Linked DNA regions of Mus musculus: region 2 is linked to region 1. The links are chromatin contacts, called in public Hi-C maps. All regions are on one chromosome and are shown on one strand. Each heading gives the region's core, a stretch centred on a gene start, on an enhancer-like site or on the middle of the called end of the contact. The rest is flanking DNA. Distances are from core to core; before and after follow the strand shown. Region 1 holds the start of Oxtr (oxytocin receptor). Region 2 has its middle 7.5 kb from the start of Gm35706.

Region 1 (2,700 bases), core at 53-2,552:
GGATCGCCGCGGCCGGTTTGCTCTGCCCCCTAGCGGACATATGTGGTGCCGCAGCTCAGGGTTCCCGTTGTGGAAAAGCTTCAGACAGCGCCGCGCGCTGACTCGGTCAGCTCACAGCCTGGCTGGCGCTCTCCCCTTGCCTTCCTAAGGCATCCAGCCACCAGCAAAGCCGCAGGCTAGGTAGGAGTTTGCAAAGACGCCGAGATCTCTACCCCTGGTGGCACGGAGGGTGGCGCCAGCAGCTTTCCCAATCTGGGCGGAGAATCCATGCATCTCTGAGGCCATCCACTGTGGTGCAACTTCCCCGGTGGCAAGGCAACTTTGGGCTAACCTGCAGTCTCGCTTCAAGTGGCTGGGTCCTGCGCACTGTGGCGACAGGATGCCTAGGACCTACCTGTAGGACCCTCAGGTTCGGAGGGAAGGATCTGGCGCGTTTCACGTCTCTGGTTCCGGGAGGTGCTCAGGGTGTACCGAGAGAGACTGAAAAGTGACAGCTTGGACGAAGGTGCAAAGCCCCTGACTGTCGGGGCTCCTGGGCTGGGGATTCTGTGAAAGGCGTCCTCTGGGGTCTTTGGCATAGCAGCCTTGCGTTGCGCGGGGGTGGGGGTGGGGGTGGGGGTGGGTGGGAGGTAAGGAGGGGGCACTATGCTCGCAGGCGGGAGTCCCTCCGGAAGCAAGCGGCGTTGGGAAGTTGTGGGAGCTGGGGCTGAGTCTTGGAAGCAGGAGGTGAAGAAGGATGGGCTTTTGGGGGGACCCCAGGAAGATGTACCCGTAGTAAAGCTTTTTACTACGGGGGCTGGCTTCGGGGATCCCTTAGGGCGTGGCTGTGCTGTGTCCTGACAGGAGAGGTGTAGGTTTGGGGGTTCTCTGTGGGGAGAGGCTGCTGGGGGTGTGTGTCCTTGTTCTTGGGCAGAGTGGTTAATCGCAAGCTTCCTCTCTGCAGGCAGAGCGGCTGACTCTTTCCTGGGACCTAAGCGCAGGGGCATCTGCAGAAGCTCAAAGGAGGTACCTCAAACTAGGATTCCTACGGTCACCACCGAGAAGTCACCACCACTGCGCAGCTCCAAGGCTGGGCTGGTGCACTGAGACTCAGGTAACTTCAAATTCCCAGGGAGGGGACACACACGCCCCACTCGCGGGTCCTAAGTGAAGCGCAACGGTCTTGTCACGGTTCTCCTGGTTTGTTTCAGGGAGAGGACAGGCAGGTCAGTGCCAGAGTGCTCCCATAGACACCTGGACTGAGCGCCGGGCCCCGCCCCACGTGCCACACTTTAAAGAGCCTCAAGGCCGGGTGCTCCCTCAGGGTCGCGGTCGCGGTCGCGGTTGGTCATGGAGGGCACGCCCGCAGCCAACTGGAGTATCGAGTTGGACCTCGGGAGTGGAGTGCCACCAGGGGCGGAGGGTAACCTCACGGCCGGGCCGCCACGACGCAACGAGGCCCTGGCGCGCGTGGAGGTGGCGGTCCTGTGTCTCATACTGTTCCTGGCTCTGAGTGGCAACGCGTGCGTGCTGCTGGCGCTGCGTACGACGCGCCACAAGCACTCGCGCCTCTTCTTTTTCATGAAGCACCTGAGCATCGCCGACCTGGTGGTGGCCGTGTTCCAGGTTCTCCCGCAGCTGCTGTGGGACATCACCTTCCGCTTCTACGGGCCCGACCTGCTGTGTCGTCTGGTCAAATACTTGCAGGTGGTGGGCATGTTCGCCTCCACCTACCTGCTGTTGCTGATGTCGCTCGACCGCTGCCTGGCCATCTGCCAGCCGCTGCGCTCACTGCGCCGCCGAACCGACCGCCTGGCGGTGCTGGCGACGTGGCTCGGCTGCCTGGTGGCCAGCGTGCCGCAGGTGCACATTTTCTCGCTGCGCGAAGTGGCGGACGGCGTCTTCGATTGCTGGGCGGTCTTCATCCAGCCCTGGGGACCCAAGGCCTACGTCACGTGGATCACGCTCGCCGTCTACATTGTACCGGTCATCGTGCTGGCCGCCTGCTATGGTCTCATCAGCTTCAAGATCTGGCAGAATCTGCGACTCAAGACGGCAGCCGCGGCGGCAGCTGCCGAGGGGAGTGACGCAGCCGGTGGAGCTGGCCGTGCGGCGTTGGCACGGGTCAGTAGTGTCAAGCTTATCTCCAAGGCCAAAATCCGCACAGTGAAGATGACCTTCATCATTGTTCTGGCCTTCATCGTGTGCTGGACGCCTTTCTTCTTCGTGCAGATGTGGAGCGTCTGGGACGTCAATGCGCCCAAAGAAGGTAGTGAGGGTGGAGAGGAAGAGGGTGGCAGGGCCAGGCCCTACTTCCACTATCTCTGGACTCCCAGGGTTCTAGGGTCTTTCTGGTTCCACATCATCATCAGTCTCTGGTGGCACTCCACTCCCGAGGTCCATCAGTCTCTGGACTTTGAGGAGGTCACTTCTCTGTGTCTCCAGGACTACAGCATAGAAATACCCACGAGAGTGCAAACTCTTGCCAGAAGGCAGGCAAGAACTCCAGTGCAGGCCTGGGGCAACTTTCAGTGTGAAAATTCTTATTGAGGAGGGGGAAACTGAGGCAGGCGACTGTCTTTCCTACAGAGAGACAGAATGGAAGTGGGTTTTCATCCTGACCACAGGCTCAGGCTTTCTCTACTTTGAGTTTAATTTATGAGTTTAAGTCAGCCTGAGCACAGAAAGTCCGGATTGGATAGGGTCAACCTAAGAAAAGAA
Region 2 (2,791 bases), core at 167-2,666, 64 kb before region 1:
TTGAACCTTCAGCTTGAACTTCCAGCTGCTACAACTGTGAGAAGTGTGTTTGTTCCTTATACATTTTGTTAGAGCAGCAAAAATGGAAAGTCATACACTGATGTTAGGATCCAGACAGAGACAGCAAGAGAGAGCATGCAATGGTCATACTGTGTCACAAGGCCCACCAAGTGTCGAGGATGGAGAGATAGACTCCAGCTGTCCATGGGAGATGTTGCAATGTACCTTTAGAGTTGGTCTAGACAGAAGGAGGAATGGAAGACTGGAACCATTTTTTCTTTCAGTTTATTTAAGCAAACCCTCTGGTTCACATTATTCACATCCCTCTCATATGTACATATGCTTATTCTCATCCTAGTTTCTTACCACCAATTTACATCAAATATGCCCTGGGCTTGAGATCTAAGGGCCTATGATTGTTTTCATGTTCCAACAAGACCTTTCTAATGTGGCTCTTCATCTGTGAAATCGTATTCCCACAGTGGTTACATGATCAGTGGAGCCTTTTGGGAACTGATGCAGCCATTAAAGGGAAAGACCAAGAAGGGAAGCCACCCAATTGACACATCCTGGAAGTACATTGATGTGAAAGAAGAAGGATAAATGGGATGCACCACAGTTGCTGAGAGAACCGGAAGGAGAATTGGACACAGATAGCTCTGGCCATAGAGATACTGAAACCTAGTTGGGCTCATGTTGAGAGGTCTTCCTGTGTAAGATGGGAATACGTCATCAGGTCTAAGTTTTGATTCTGCAAGTGACTGCCTGGTCTGTCTCTTTTCATCAGCTCTTGGGCCTTCTCTCAGAACAACTCCTTTGTATGGCCTTATTTGTCTCTAGGTTGCTTTCTCAACTCCATTCTTCTGCCCGGTGATCTCAGGGCCAGAGGCCGTTTGGCAGTGGAAATGATCTTGCATCACAGCTGGATCTTAGAGAAGACCAGCAACGTTGTCATGTAATAGCTTCACTGGAAGCCACATGAGTTGTTTATGAATCTGACTTAAGTCAAATATAGGTGACCAAAAATCACACCTAGAATTATTCCCCAGGTATCATTAGACATATCCATGGCTACTTTTGGTCCTTAAAAATTCCTCAGCGTCGTTTTTTTTCTAGATGAAAGGCATCAACAACTTCACCTGGCCATGTCTTCACAAAGGATCTTCCATCCATACTTATATCTGTAGGGGAAGGTACATAAAAGTCCCATTGACTTGGAGACCTCCCACCTGGGCAGTGGCAGCCTCCCTAGTCATAACTGAGCAGTTGTGATGTCTAAAGCAATCCCTCCTACAAGTAGGCAAGGGTTAAGTTTTGATTGTGTAAGTGGCTAAAGGCTATAAAGCTACAGAGTGCTAAGATAGGTACTCAGAAAAGTCCATCTCAGACTCAAACTCCTTTTTTATATCTCCCATTCCTTTACTAGAGACCAATTGCTTTGGATTAATTATTAACTTGTCGCAGGGCAGCTACCGGCACAGCCATTGTCATGGATAATATATGTTAATTACCTAGCTTGGTGCTTGGCCCTGGAATAAGGGCTCAGCAAATCTTCTCTTCCTCTTCGCAGCACATTTCTGTTTTCCAAAAGGGCCCTCTTCTTTTACAGCTCTGTTACACTGCAGGGAGGAACATGGGCAGCCTCCATAACTTCTGTGTAAGTGACTTGCCTGGTTCTTTAAACATATATTAAGAACCTATGATGTGTGAGGCTCTGTTTATAGGCACTGGGGCTATGCCCCTATGTAAAGCTGCTTTTATGCAGCTTATAGTTGAGTATGTGGGGTGGGGGTGGGGGTAATAACTAGAGAGGACATAAACACCTCCTAAAATACTTAAAGATGGAAGCTATCGAGGGGGCAGAGACTGGCCATCTGGGAAGCCCCGAGGACTGGTTATAATTGAGTGTGGGAAGAAAGGGAGGTTAGACAAGAGGAATGGAAGGGAGTCTGAGGATATGGGGCTTCAGGGCCTCCTCCACAGTTTTGTCCTACGACTACAGAAAGGACAGTTTAGTTCAAACAAACAAATAAATCTACAGAAATATGATCTGTCATGGCAAACGCAACACTGTTAGTCACTATTTCCTCAAGAATCAGAGACATGGATTTGATTATCAGGACCCTTCAGACCTATGCTAGCACAGTCCCACCTTCCTGTCCCCTCTTTGGGCCTTTGAGCTCTGGTTTCTATCTGTGAGGTGAGCCTACGTACTGTCTGCCCACCTGTGGCTTCAGGAAATGACTGACACCTCCCATGGGAATGTGAGCTGAGTTCAGGCAAGACTAATGGCTGCTCCCCGGATGCCCATTGTCAGATGTGCACTTCTCTGCCCAGCTGTGCAGTCCTCCTGCCTGCCTCACTGGGTTCCAGCTCTGGGCTATCTTTTCTTTTGGGCGTCTAGTCACCGTCCAGATGGTTGGCAAGTCACTGTGCCCCTAGTACCATGGCAGCCTGGCCTGGGCGCCATTCCAGAATGTCATTGCTCACTCCTATCAGAAGTGTGAGAACTGCCTGCTGTGTTATGTGTTTCCAAACCCTTCCTACTCCAGAGCCAGATGTGAGCCACCACCCTTAACCCAGGAGCTATCTTTAATTGACATCCAATTGAAAGGGAAAAATCAGTTTTCTCCAATGGAGTCTCATTGAGTGTATAAACCACACTTAAGGGCCAGCAGCAGTAGAACTTTTCTGTCCCGTTGCTTTGTTTGCTTTTGTTTGCTTTTGTTTGTTTGTCTGTTTGTCTGTCTTAGTAGTCTTTTGCTTATATATTATGGCTTCAATTTTGTAT

What was found. A called contact is a pair of places that touch in the nucleus more often than the background predicts.
Region 2: a contact with region 1 is called in a Hi-C map of uterus, with 4 times the contacts expected there. The contact joins the enhancer-like site here to the promoter of Oxtr in region 1. A contact is called at or near these places in 3 of 39 promoter capture datasets (liver and macrophages), 1 of 15 datasets of contacts at CTCF or cohesin (liver), 22 of 484 Hi-C or Micro-C datasets (ECoMG myeloid progenitors, the G1E-ER4 cell line, bone marrow-derived macrophages and 8 more), 3 of 115 datasets of contacts at active chromatin or transcription factors (embryonic stem cells and liver) and 2 of 9 other capture datasets (adipose tissue and pancreatic islet).

The regions. Positions count from the first base shown.
Region 1 is chr6:112,488,427-112,491,126 of GRCm38.p6, reverse strand. It overlaps Oxtr (oxytocin receptor), which reads left to right and starts at 1,302. Exons shown (of 2, transcript NM_001081147.2): 1 at 1,302-2,248. The coding sequence starts at 1,330.
Region 2 is chr6:112,552,391-112,555,181 of GRCm38.p6, reverse strand. No RefSeq gene overlaps it. Among named protein-coding and RNA genes, the nearest start is that of Gm35706, 7.5 kb to the right of the region's middle. Within about 2 kb of position 1,416, at least 18 of the 459 cell types and tissues checked have an H3K27ac peak or open chromatin away from gene starts, as enhancers often do. A contact at or near this core is called in adipose tissue, brown adipocytes and uterus, where this site is marked.